Linked DNA regions of Macaca mulatta: region 2 is linked to region 1. A link is a contact called in public Hi-C data. All regions are on one chromosome and are shown on one strand. Each heading gives the region's core, a stretch centred on a gene start, on an enhancer-like site or on the middle of the called end of the contact. The rest is flanking DNA. Distances are from core to core; before and after follow the strand shown. Region 1 holds the start of NKIRAS2 (NFKB inhibitor interacting Ras like 2). Region 2 holds the start of KCNH4 (potassium voltage-gated channel subfamily H member 4).

Region 1 (5,376 bases), core at 2,845-5,344:
TGGACCTCACAAAAACAACCCGAGACCCATTAACACTTGTATCTCTAAAAGAACTGGTAGTGGGACCATAACAACAGAGGCAGGAACTTGGCCAAAGAACTCTAACCAGGCCAGACAGCCAGACAGTAAAAGGGCATTTGTAAGGGATGCCCCTATCACTGCCCTCTGCTATGGCCACACAAGAGGAATTCAGGAAACATGAAAAACATAAAACCACCTCCCTCCAAAGCTTCTAAATCTCCATCCCATTTTCAGCACTGGAAAAATCATACATAAACAAGGTTTTTTCATACTAACAGAGCCTAATGTTTATTCTTTTTTTTTTTTTTTTTTGAGACAGAGTTTCGCTCTTGTTGCCCAGGCTGGAGAGAATGGAGTGATCTCGGCTCACCACAACTTCCGCCTACCGGGCTCAAGTGATTCTCCTGCCTTAGCCTCCGAGTAGCTGGGGCTACAGGCATGCGCCACCACGTGTGGCTATTTTTTTTTTTCTATTTTTAGTAGAGATGGGGTTTCTCCATGTTGGTCAGGCTGGTCTCGAACTCCCTACCTCAGGTGATCAGCCTGCTTCGGCCTCCCCAAGTGCTGGGATTACAGGCGTGAGCCACCACGCCTGGCCAATGTTTATTCTTCTAAGGATGTCTGATATGGCAAAAAGTTAAACTGATTTTTTTGTTTATTTAACTTATTTTTTTTTTTTTTTTGAGACAGAGTCTCGCTGCATGGCCCAGGCTGGAGTGCAGTGGTGTGACCTTGGCTCACTGCAACCTCCGCCTCCCGGCGGGTTCAAGAGACTCTCCTGCCTCAGTCTCCCGATTAGCTGGGATTACAGGCGCCCACCACCACGCCCAGCTATTTTTTGTATTTTTAGTAGAGATGGGGTTTCGCCATGTCGGCCAGGCTGGTCTTGAACTCCAGACCTCATGATCCGCCCACCTCAGCCTCCAAAAATGCTGAGATTATAGGCGTGAGCCACCGCGCCCAGCCTTATTTTCCTTTTGACTTGTGCACAAAAGTGGTATATAATAAACATGTTTAATTCTGTCGAAAAGAGTGCTATATATGAGAAACATAAAAGTCTGATAAGAATGCATTTTTTTCTTTTTTTAATGTAACTTTTTTTTTTTTGAGATGGAGTTTTGCTCTTGTTGCCAAGGCTGGAGTGCAATGGCATGATCTCCCCTCACCGCAACCTCCACCTCCTAGGTTCAATCAATTCTCCCACCTCAGCCTCCCGACTAGCTGGGATTACAGGTGTGCGTCACCACGCCCGGCTACTTTTTGTATTTTTAGTAGAGACAGGATTTCACCGTATTAGTCACGCTGGTTTCGAACTCCTGACCTCAGGTGATCCACCTGCCTTGGCCTCCCAAAGTGCTGGGATTACAGGTGTGAGCCACCACGCCCAGCCTTTTTCCTTTTTTAATTAATTTTTTTCTCTCACTATTTGAACTACAGGGATAATACATGTTGTCATGTTTAATTTATAGTTATATTTTCTTAGTGACAGATAAAATAATTTGCATTCTGCAATCAACGACTTTTTTTCTTGAGATGGAATCTCACTCTGTCACCCAGGCTGGAGTGCAATGGCACGATCTCAGTTCACTGCAACCTCCACCTCCTGAGTTCAAGCAATTCTCCTGCCTCAGCCTCCTGTGTAACTGGGATTACATGTGCGTGCCATCACGCCCAGCTAATTTTTGTATTTTTAATAGAGACAGGGTTCTGCCACGTTGGCCACGCTGGTCTCAAACGCCTGACCCCAGCTGACCCACCTGCCTCGGCCTCCCAAAGTGCTGGGATTACAGGCTACTTAAGTAATAAGGTAGTTTACCTTATTTTGTTGTACTGCTATAAAATACCATGTTTTGTGTGATGTGGTCACATTACAGCATAACCTATTTTATTATGCGTCTTCAGGTTCATTTACTCCAATTTTATGATAGAATATCCTCTAAGGCTGTGATTGAAGAAATGTATTTGCTTTAGATAGGAGGTTTTGAAATGAAGTCCAAAATAGGGACACTCTACATCAGAGATTGACAATGAGTAGGATGAATTTTTTAAATTACCTATGGCCAGCCTGGTGCAGTGGCTCACGCCTGTAATCCCAGCATTTTGGGAGGCCGAGGCAGGAGGATCACGAGGTCAGGAGATGGAGACCATCCTGGCTAACACGGTGAAACCTCGTCTCTACTAAAAATAAAAATAAATAAAAAAAAATTAAAAAAAAAAATTAGCCGGGCATGGTGGGCACCTGTAGTCCCAGCTACTGGGGAGGCTGAGGCAGGAGAATGGTGTGAACCCAGGAGGCGGAGCTTGCAGTGAGCTGAGATCATGCCACCACACTCCAGCCTGGGCGACAGAGCGAGACTCCGTCTCAAAAAATTAAAAATAAATAAATAAATAAATTACCTATGGCCAAATCCCTATTTATAATATAAAGAAACACTGAACTCTTTCCAAATCCAAGTAACTCTCTACAATTAATTAAGCTCTGTCTGCACTGGGAGAAATTTTGTTTCCCATTGCAGCTCTTTAATGATGTATAAGGGTTGATGATGCTTAACTTTAAATATCTAGAAAGAAGCAGGAACAACATGAAAGCTCAAAATTAAGAACAGAGACTGGACTCTGGTGTCCTGGCTTCTCTGATATCCCAGGGACCTATTACACTTTGTCAGGCCCCCCAGCTCCCAACAGATCAGGAACTTGAGACACTGGCTGTGGTAACAACCTTCAAGCTTGATAACTATTCATGGCCTCCGTTCTTATATTTCTAACTCATCAGATAGTAAAAATCTCAGAATCCTGATTTCAGATCTCATGAACTAATTCTACATCACCACCTCAAATTACCCAGCCTGAAGACATAACGGGCTTGGTATGAAAATATAAAGTATGTGGGAATAAGACTGAGGGCACTGTAGGCATCTTGAACAAAAGGGTCAGATTAACCTGCAGCTGATAAGGAAAGGGCTCCAAACTTCTAGAACCTTCTTGTCAATTCTGCTTTAGTATTAGAACACGTATGACTACCCACAACTCTGTCCCAACCCCATTTCCAATAATCTGGCCTGTTGCCAGAATCTAGAGCGTTCTCGAAAACCACTCACTCAGCAGCTCCCTTGGCTAGTCCGACTGGCAGTCTCGAACCACTGCGGCTGCTTCGGTGTGCCAACAGCGCCCAAGCAGTTGCCCTCTTCCTTGGTGCTTAACTTAAGAAAGAACAGTGCTGGGAAGGATAAAGATCACCCAGGAAGGATAGGGGAAGAGGAGTCTGACACAGAGAACACGAGATAAGCCCCTCGCTCTTCCCTTTTTCTCTATCATCCTTGACTTCTGGGATAACCGGGGGCAACCAGGTCAATTATGGAGACACACAATCACCTCGAACCCAGACTAGTGATCGAAAAGGAAAACGGGGGGAGGAGAGCAAAGGTTTTAGAGATGGAAAGTGCAGACAGGCAACAATGCACAGAAGTTAACGAGAAGGAGGGAGTCAGGGGCGATGTAAGGAAGTCGTCATCGACGCCGCGCCGCCCCCCCCCCCTCGCACCAGACCTCCGAAATTGCCCTCCGAGACTCGGGCTCTCCTATAAGGACGATCGTCCTCTCAGCTGGAGAAGAAGGCCATGCCTCAGCTCCTTCGCCAGGCGGAAGCGGGAGAGGAAGGCCGACCCCCAAGAGCGCCCCTTCAGGGGGTCCATCCGGCCTTGATCTCAGATTGGGGGGGGGTTTGCGTAGGGCGGGGCATCGCCTCAACAGCTGGGGGCTGCATCATGGCAGGAACGGGTTTCCCTGAGCCACGGAGCTGCAGCTTGCCTCCTCTACTACCCTGCTACCCGGTTACCTCTTCGCCTCTTCGTCGTCGAGCAGCTCTGGCTCGGTCGCCGCCATTACCACATCGCACTCCGCGGCAGCCGCCATCTTACCGCCGGGACCAGAGAGCTGGGTGGGAGGCCGGCGGTGAAGAGCACTTCCGGTTGGAGCATAGAGCAGCTCAGCGGCGCCTCGCCCAGAAGGGCTCCCTCGGGCTCGTCTACCAGAGAGAGGCTCCGCTTGGGGCCAGAGCGGCCTCCCGTCCCCGGATGTCCAGGGTGGTCTCCGCGCCGGGGCGGGAGCCCAGGGACTGTGCCTGTGCGTAGGCGGCGCCACTTTACCCGTGGATGGGAATGGAGGTGTACGGGTGGTAGCCTCTCTAGGGCTTGATTGGTTTCAGTATTCCAAGAGCCTCGTTGCCATAGCAACTTCCAATCCTAGAGAGTCTTCCTTAAAGGCTCCGTGGAGTCTGGGTTGGGTGGGGACCAGGTGACCCAAGACTGTAGGGAAAGAGTCCCCACTGCTACCTTTCCGACCTTGGAGTGTGTTCACAGCTTCTTCCCGGGAAAGGCAAGAGCCACTCTGAGCCCAGTTCCCCCAGCTTTCATCGTTCTCTGGAAGCCCTACCCAATCAAGCCAGGGGAACGTAGGGCGTCTTCATCCTGCGCCTTTCATCCACTCCGGATCTCCAAACACCAACTGGTTCATCACCCTAATGACGCTGACCCTTTTACGAGGCTGCTTTCATGTCAGCCGCCTGGGAGTGCCATCTCAGCATTAAGCCTAGGAAAGCTGACACATGGCGCCCCAGACCCTGCCCTGGAGTTTATAAGGAAGCTCGCTGGGTGAGGTCCCTGCTCTTGTGTCCCCATTACTCCTACCTCTTATATAAACTCTCTACTCATCACGCTTGTCTTGCCGAATGCGGTCTGGATTGAGAACTCACAGGGGACAAGGGCACAGTTTAATTGTCTTGTTATTCCCTCACCCAAGCCACTATTTGTGGAGCTGAATTGAATTGGAGCTTTCTGGGGTTAAATTGGAGGCGTATTAGGAGTAGCTTTACAATGTAAAGCTAAGAGTAGCTAAAATGAGAAGAGGGCAAAGGAATTTTTAAAAGGATTTACCTGTTTCTTCCAGGAAAACAGCATGTGCCAATGCTCCTACCCTGCCTATCCCAGTGTGGAGGGAACTGAAACCACAGCGACCACTGAGTAGGGAGGGATAGGACAAGCTTACTAGGTTGGAAAGGAGGGGTCATTCGTTGAGCCAATCACTCAATAGCCCTTTCCAAAACGCCTACTTTGTGCTAGGTTGTGAGGGCACAAGACTTACAGACCACCTGCCCTGCCTGTCAGTGGCTCATAGTCCAGTCTAATGCTAGCCAACCTGTCTCACCATCTTCCCACTTTATGTTCTAAGGCAACTCATTTATTCCCACAGCTTTACTTCCATCTGTTGATGACTCTCAACTCTACATATCTCCAACCTAGACCTTTCTTCAGCTTCCACAGCTGCATATCCAACTATCTACTGGATATCTCTTGTATG
Region 2 (5,936 bases), core at 3,103-5,602, 160 kb after region 1:
AGCCTCCCAAAGTGCTAGGATTACAGGCATGAGCCACTGTGCACGGCCCGAGGCCCCTGTTTGAACCAATCATGGCTTGTCAGGGGTATTTATAAGGCTTGACACTCACCCAACTTGATTTTAAACTTTTTAAGTTTAGAGACAAGGTCTCCCTCTGTGCCCAGGCTGGAGTGCAGTGGTACCACCATAACTTACTGCAGCCTTAAACTCCTGGGCTCAAGCGATCCTCCTGCCTCAGGCTCCAGAGTAGCTGGAGCCACAGGCATGCACTACCATACCCAGATACTTTTTTTTTTTTGAGACAGTTTCACTCTTGTTGCCCAGGCTGGAGTGCAATGGCGTGATCTCGGCTCACCGCAACCTCTGGCTCCCGGGTCCAAGTGATTCTCCTGCCTCAGCCTTCCGAGTAGCTGGGATTACAGGCATGTGCCACCACACCCGGCTAACTTTGTATTTTTAGTAGAGATGGGGTTTCTCCATGTTGGTCAGGCTGGTCTTGAACTCCTGACCTCAGGTGATCTGACTGCCTCAGGCTCCCAAAGTGCTGGGATTACAGGCGTCAGCCACTGTGCCTGGCCTCCAGATAATTTTTAATTTTTTTTTTTTTTTAGAGAAGGGGTCTCACTATGTTGTCCAGGCTGGTCTAGAACTCCTGGCCTCAAGCAATCCTCCTGCCCTGGCCTCCCAAAGTGCTGGGATTACAAGCATGAGCCACTGTGCCTGGCCCAACACTCATCCTACTTGAGAAGAAGACTATGACAAATCAGCACATGCCCTAGTTTGAGGGATCACAAACTTCTCCCTTAAGTTCCTCTTGGATTCTGGGGGCCCAGTGGGGGCTGGGCATATCCCAGCAGGGAGCAGAGGCTGGCATAGTCCACCGCATTCCCTGTATCCCTAACAGAGGGTTGGGGACTCAATCCCCTGGCTTGGTCAGGATCCTAAGAGGTGGTACATAGGTCTAGATGCCAGACCTGCAATGAGGGCTTTCTCCCTAGAACTATAGCAGCTTGCGATTTCACCACCCATGGTATAACCCTATCATCCCCGGGCAGGTGAGGTCATTGCTGCTGGAGCAATGTGACATCATCAGAGCAAAGTAATGTCAATCACCTAAGGGAGTGAGGGAGTGAAGGATAGAAGGATGTGAGGGGAGGATATAGGATGGAGCAGAGAGTAGTGTATGGGAAATGGGTGGGCAGAGGAGCAAGCCAAGGAGGGACACCAGACAAACAGGGAAGCAGGGAGACAGTGGCAGGGGTGCCTCAGAATCAAGGCTGGAGGACTTGGGAGATGTTGGGTTGGGGGTGGGACTCACATTATTGGCCTTCATGCCTCCCTGGCCCCGGCGGCCAAAGTGGCCGGTCAGTCGGTGTAGGACAGTACGGCTCCGTCTTCTGGCAGACCGAAATTTCCAGGTGGCTCCCCTTCTACCAAGGGAGTTTTCTGTTGGGAAGAAAGGTGCAGAGATATGTTGGGGTACATCCCATGCGGTTGGGTGGGCGAGGGCTTCTGACCATTCACACTGCCCATCCAGACTTGCCGTTACCATGATTACTGTCCCTGCGGCCTCCTTGGGGGCCAAGTCCTGGGCTTCCACTCTGAGTGATATCCTTGAAGGAAAAGAGGAACAGCACGACCTCCCCCATCTCATTCTTGATGGGCATCATGTCCAGGAGGCACCAAAAGGCCGAGCCTGTAGGCATGGAGAGAGGGAGGGAGGAGCATGGGCAGCCCCGTGGCATGCCTTTCTCCTCATCCCCCTCATCCTCCTATACATAGTTAAGAGCTTGGCAAAGCAAGAGCCGAAAGGAACCTCAGAGATTCTGTCAGGCGTCTCCTTCATCTTTCAGATAGGGGAACCCAGGACCAGAGAGGTCAGGGAGATGCGCCGTCACAGTCAGCTTGTGGCAGTGTAGGGACAAGCACTCAGACTCCTACGGTGCCCAGTGCCCTCTGGATAAGGCTAGAGGTCTAGGCAGGGCTGCAGGGTGGGGTGGGCCCCCTCACCATCCTTGCGGTAGAAGCAGATTTCAGTGCGGTGCTCCTGGTGGCCCTCCAGGGCTTTGTGCAGACGCTGCAGGGCTGGCTCGCTGGTCTCTGGGCCATAGAGGAAACGGCAGCTGCAGGTCTTCTGCATGACTTCAGTGCGACCGTAGCCCGTGAGCTCGCAGAAGCCGTCAGAGCAGTAGACGATGGGAAAGCCCCGTGGGCCCTGTGCGTTGGCTAGCAGGAAGTTGCTGTCTGTGGGAAGAAGAGGTCAAGGTCAGGTCAAGGCTGGGAGGCGAGCTATCTTCCAGGTGGACAGCACCTCCCTTAAGTTGGGGTTAGAAGTCACAGAGCCAGAAGCTTCCCAGGTCTCCATGTTGCTCCCGACCCCACTTTGGGATTTTCTGAATTGAGAATAGGAGAAGGTAGAGCAAAGAGACAAGAACTTAAGACAGGACTTAAGCAGGGTCTAATGGGGAGTTGGAGAAGGACCCCAGGAGGTCATGCCATCCACCCCCCTGCCTTCCAACTGGTGAGCGGTCACTGTAGAAGGCAGCATAGCATGGTGAGTAAGAGCCTGGGCTCCTGCAACCCTCCACTGCCACTTACTGACTGTGTGACTTTGGGCAAGTTGATGACCTCTTCTGTGCCTGAGCTTTCCTTATTTGCAAAGTTGGGTATCATAGGCCTTCCTCACATGGTCGTTGTCAGAGTTACATGAGCTAACTTGGGGAGAACAAGTCCTAGCACATAGTAAGTGCTACTCTGAGAAGGTGAAATTGTTCCCCCACATTCGCTCGGCTTTCTTCCTATTATAGAGTAAGCAGGGCAGAGTTTCTGATGACACCACACCCATTTTATTGATAGGAAACCAAAAGGCAGAGATTATCCAAACTCACAGATCTCCTTAGTGTGGGGGCAGACAGTGATGAGTGGTGTCCTCTTTCCCTGCCTTCCAGGAAAGGTCCACTTTTTAGCATTCTTGTAGCTGCTTTCAGGGGATCTGCCCCAGTGCTCAAAGTCTAACGGGAAAGGGCATTGAGCATATAGCTCCAGCACCCTCCAGCAGCAGAACCCGAGCTGTCTTCCTCCAGCTCCAATGCGGGGGAGGCCAGGGGTCTCCTGTGGGCCATTCAGGGACAGAGACTCAGCTAAGAGATGGGGCCTGTGACACAACCAGTCCTGGTACTCTAGGAGGGATGACTGTCTGGGGGCAGGGAGGCTAATGGGGACACTGAAGGTGCCTGGGAGGCACTGGGCTCTGGGCACTGCCTCCTTCTTCCATCCCAGGGCCTGTTGCCCCGGTGATGGGCGCTATGGAAACAAGGGGGGGGGGGGAAGCGGGTAGGGCCCCGCGGCTCAGTTTCCGCCCTCGGGTACCGCTCCCTCACCCTCCAGATCCCGGCCAGGGTTCCCGAGGGAATGGCAGGGTTGGGGGAGGTGAGGACGGGGAATCTCTGGGCTCCAGAGTGGGAAGAGGGAATGGCGGGAGAAGAGGCGGGGAAGGAGTGATGCGGCTGTCCAAGGTGCTGAACCTGAAACCCAAGCTGCGTAGGGCGAGCCGGGAGTTCCTACCATCGCACAGACCGCTCCCCTCCTCCTGCCTCACCCACCTTAGACACTGACGCCCCATGATTTGGGGGCGCGCTACGTCAATCCAAACTAGGTCCTGCTGAAGTCTGATCTTTTCTCCTTTTTTTCTGGAGGTAGTGGGAGCTGGAGTCCCCAGAACGCCCGGCCACTTTGTCCCACTTCTGTGTCTCGGATACCCCCATACACGCCCCCAGCACAGCTCTGCCCGAGAGTGGGCGGCTCCCAAGGCCCCTCCTCCGCTCTGCCGCACAAAGAGCCTCTTCTGCCTCTAGTCACACCCCCTAACCTTGGACCCCGTGCTCTCGGCCCTTTCCCCTCCTCCCCTCGCAGGGCACTCCCCGCCCTGTTCCTGCATCGCGGCTTTGGGAGTTCCTAGACCCTTAACTCCATTCTTTCCTCTAGCCTCGGGTCTCACCACGTCCAGGAGACCCGAGACGGCCTCGAGGAGACTTGGCCCCCAGCTTGAACACCAAGCCCCGACCTCCGTCCCACTCACGCGTTCCGTCAAAACGGGTGGCGATGGTGTCCAGGAAGGTGTTTTGCGGGGCCAGCAACCCCTTCATGACCGGCATGGCCCCGGGGCGTGGGTTCAAGGCGCGCCGCTGGGTAGCTTTCAGCGCGGCCGGGCCGGAGGGGGCACGCTGCCGGAGGGGCCGGGGCGCCCCATGCGCCCGCCTGCCTCCTCCCCTCCCTCTTACTGCCGCTGCCGCTGTGGCCGCCTCTGCTCCGAACCCCGTAGCTCTCGGCTCCGCTCAGCGCCGCTTCGGTCCCCCCCAACCTCCCCACGGGCCAGGTTCTTCCCCTCGGGTTCGGCCCGCACCCGCCACGTGGCCCCACACGGGGAGGGGCCGCTAGCGACACCTGCACCCCTCTGGGCAGCCCTCCTCCCAGAGGGGAGCGGCCCACGCGTGTCTCTCGGGGAGAGAATTCGGGGCACGCCCACCGGGAGGGGAGGCCTGAAATGATGGGCGGGTCTTGCATAACAGACTCGCCCTCTTCCAGGGTGGCCACGCCCCCACACGTGGTTCCCTGGCTGCTCCCTGTGGCTCCACCTCGCGGGTTTTCCCGCGCGCCGTCCACGCTGGGCTGGTGTCTGGTTCACAGTGCCGCCTGCTGGAGTTGAGATATTTCGCAGCACCCCCAGGCCAGTAGCTCCAGTGTGAGATAGCAAGGGTTAAGAGGCTAGTTTGCTGGTAGAGAACGGATGATGAGAAGGCTTGAAACCCCAACTCTAGAAAGCACCACCAACTCTTGCCTCCTTCCTCAGTTTTCCCAAGACACCCTGGCGAACTCTGCCTACTGAGCACACAGCATGGTGGAATGAAAAGAGCTTTGGAGTCCACCAGGTAGAGTTCCAGCTCTAGCCACTAATCGTTTGATAGCCTCTCCAAGCCCCACTTTCCTCATCTGTAAAATGGAGCTGATAATTCTTACCTGATGCAGTTACCGTGAGAATGTAATACCGTAATGCATGTCGTTGGGACAAAATAAGTGCCTTGGAGGGCAGTTGCCTCCCTGTTTTCCCTCTTCCTACTGTCTTAATCCTCCTCTCTGCTGCCCTTCAACTGGAAGAGAGGCTGGAGGCAAGTTTGGGAGAAACTACCTCTGAAAAAGATAGTTTTGAGGTGGGCAGAGTAGGTTGGCAAATCTCCAAGGGTGCACAGGTGAACTTTGATCTCTGATTTCTCCAGGATGGAACCGGTACAGCAGCAAGAGGGACCAAAGTGAGACTAGACACAGGACTTTCTCACTACCTATGCAGAAAATTGAGGCAGCTGAGTTCTGTGGCTGAGGCTGGCTGCTTCCCACGACAAAACAGCTGAAGCCAGTGAACGTGGGAACCCCAATGGGCAAGGAGGGCAGGCTAAATTCTCCCCACCCTCTGAGCTAGGTATTATCTGGGATGTTAGATTGCTAAGAAGGGCTGCATTTTTCTGTGTTCTACTTTTGTTGTTGTTATTGTTGTTCTTGCTGTTTTTGAGATGGAGTCTTGCTCTGTCGCCCAAGTGGGAGTGCAGTGGCGTGATCTCAGCTCACTGTAACCTCTGCCTCCTGGGTTCAAGCAATTCTCCTGCTTCAGCCTCCCTAGTAGCTGGGATCACAGGCGTGCATTTCAATGCCCGGCTAATTTTTGTATTTTTAGTAGAGATGGGGTTTTGCCATGTTGGCCAGGCTGGTCTTGAACTCCTGACCTCAAGTGATCCGCCCACCTCAGCCTCCCAAAGTGCTGGGATCACACGCATGAACCACCAAGCTCAGCCTGTGTCTCTACTTTTGGATGTTTTATTAGTTTCCTAGGAATGCCATAACAAAGTACCACAAAGTGGGTGGCTCAAACAACAGAAACCTATTGT

The links. Hi-C and Micro-C count contacts between places; a contact is called where the count stands out from the background.
Region 2: a contact with region 1 is called in a Hi-C map of CD4 T cells, with 7 times the contacts expected there. The contact joins the promoter of KCNH4 here to the promoter of NKIRAS2 in region 1. A contact is called at or near these places in 2 of 14 Hi-C or Micro-C datasets (CD4 T cells and liver).

The regions. Positions count from the first base shown.
Region 1 is chr16:66,355,575-66,360,950 of T2T-MMU8v2.0, forward strand. It overlaps NKIRAS2 (NFKB inhibitor interacting Ras like 2), which reads left to right and starts at 4,095. Exons shown (of 4, transcript NM_001194812.2): 1 at 4,095-4,143. DNAJC7 (DnaJ heat shock protein family (Hsp40) member C7) reads right to left here and starts at 3,957. Exons shown (of 14, transcript NM_001261251.1): 1 at 3,857-3,957. The coding sequence starts at 3,933. It overlaps LOC144335717 (a long non-coding RNA gene), which reads left to right and starts at 1,093. Exons shown (of 2, transcript XR_013406839.1): 1 at 1,093-1,796; 2 at 3,237-3,952.
Region 2 is chr16:66,517,864-66,523,799 of T2T-MMU8v2.0, forward strand. It overlaps KCNH4 (potassium voltage-gated channel subfamily H member 4), which reads right to left and starts at 4,353. Exons shown (of 17, transcript XM_077971658.1): 1 at 4,079-4,353; 2 at 2,011-2,244; 3 at 1,550-1,696; 4 at 1,319-1,446. The coding sequence starts at 4,154.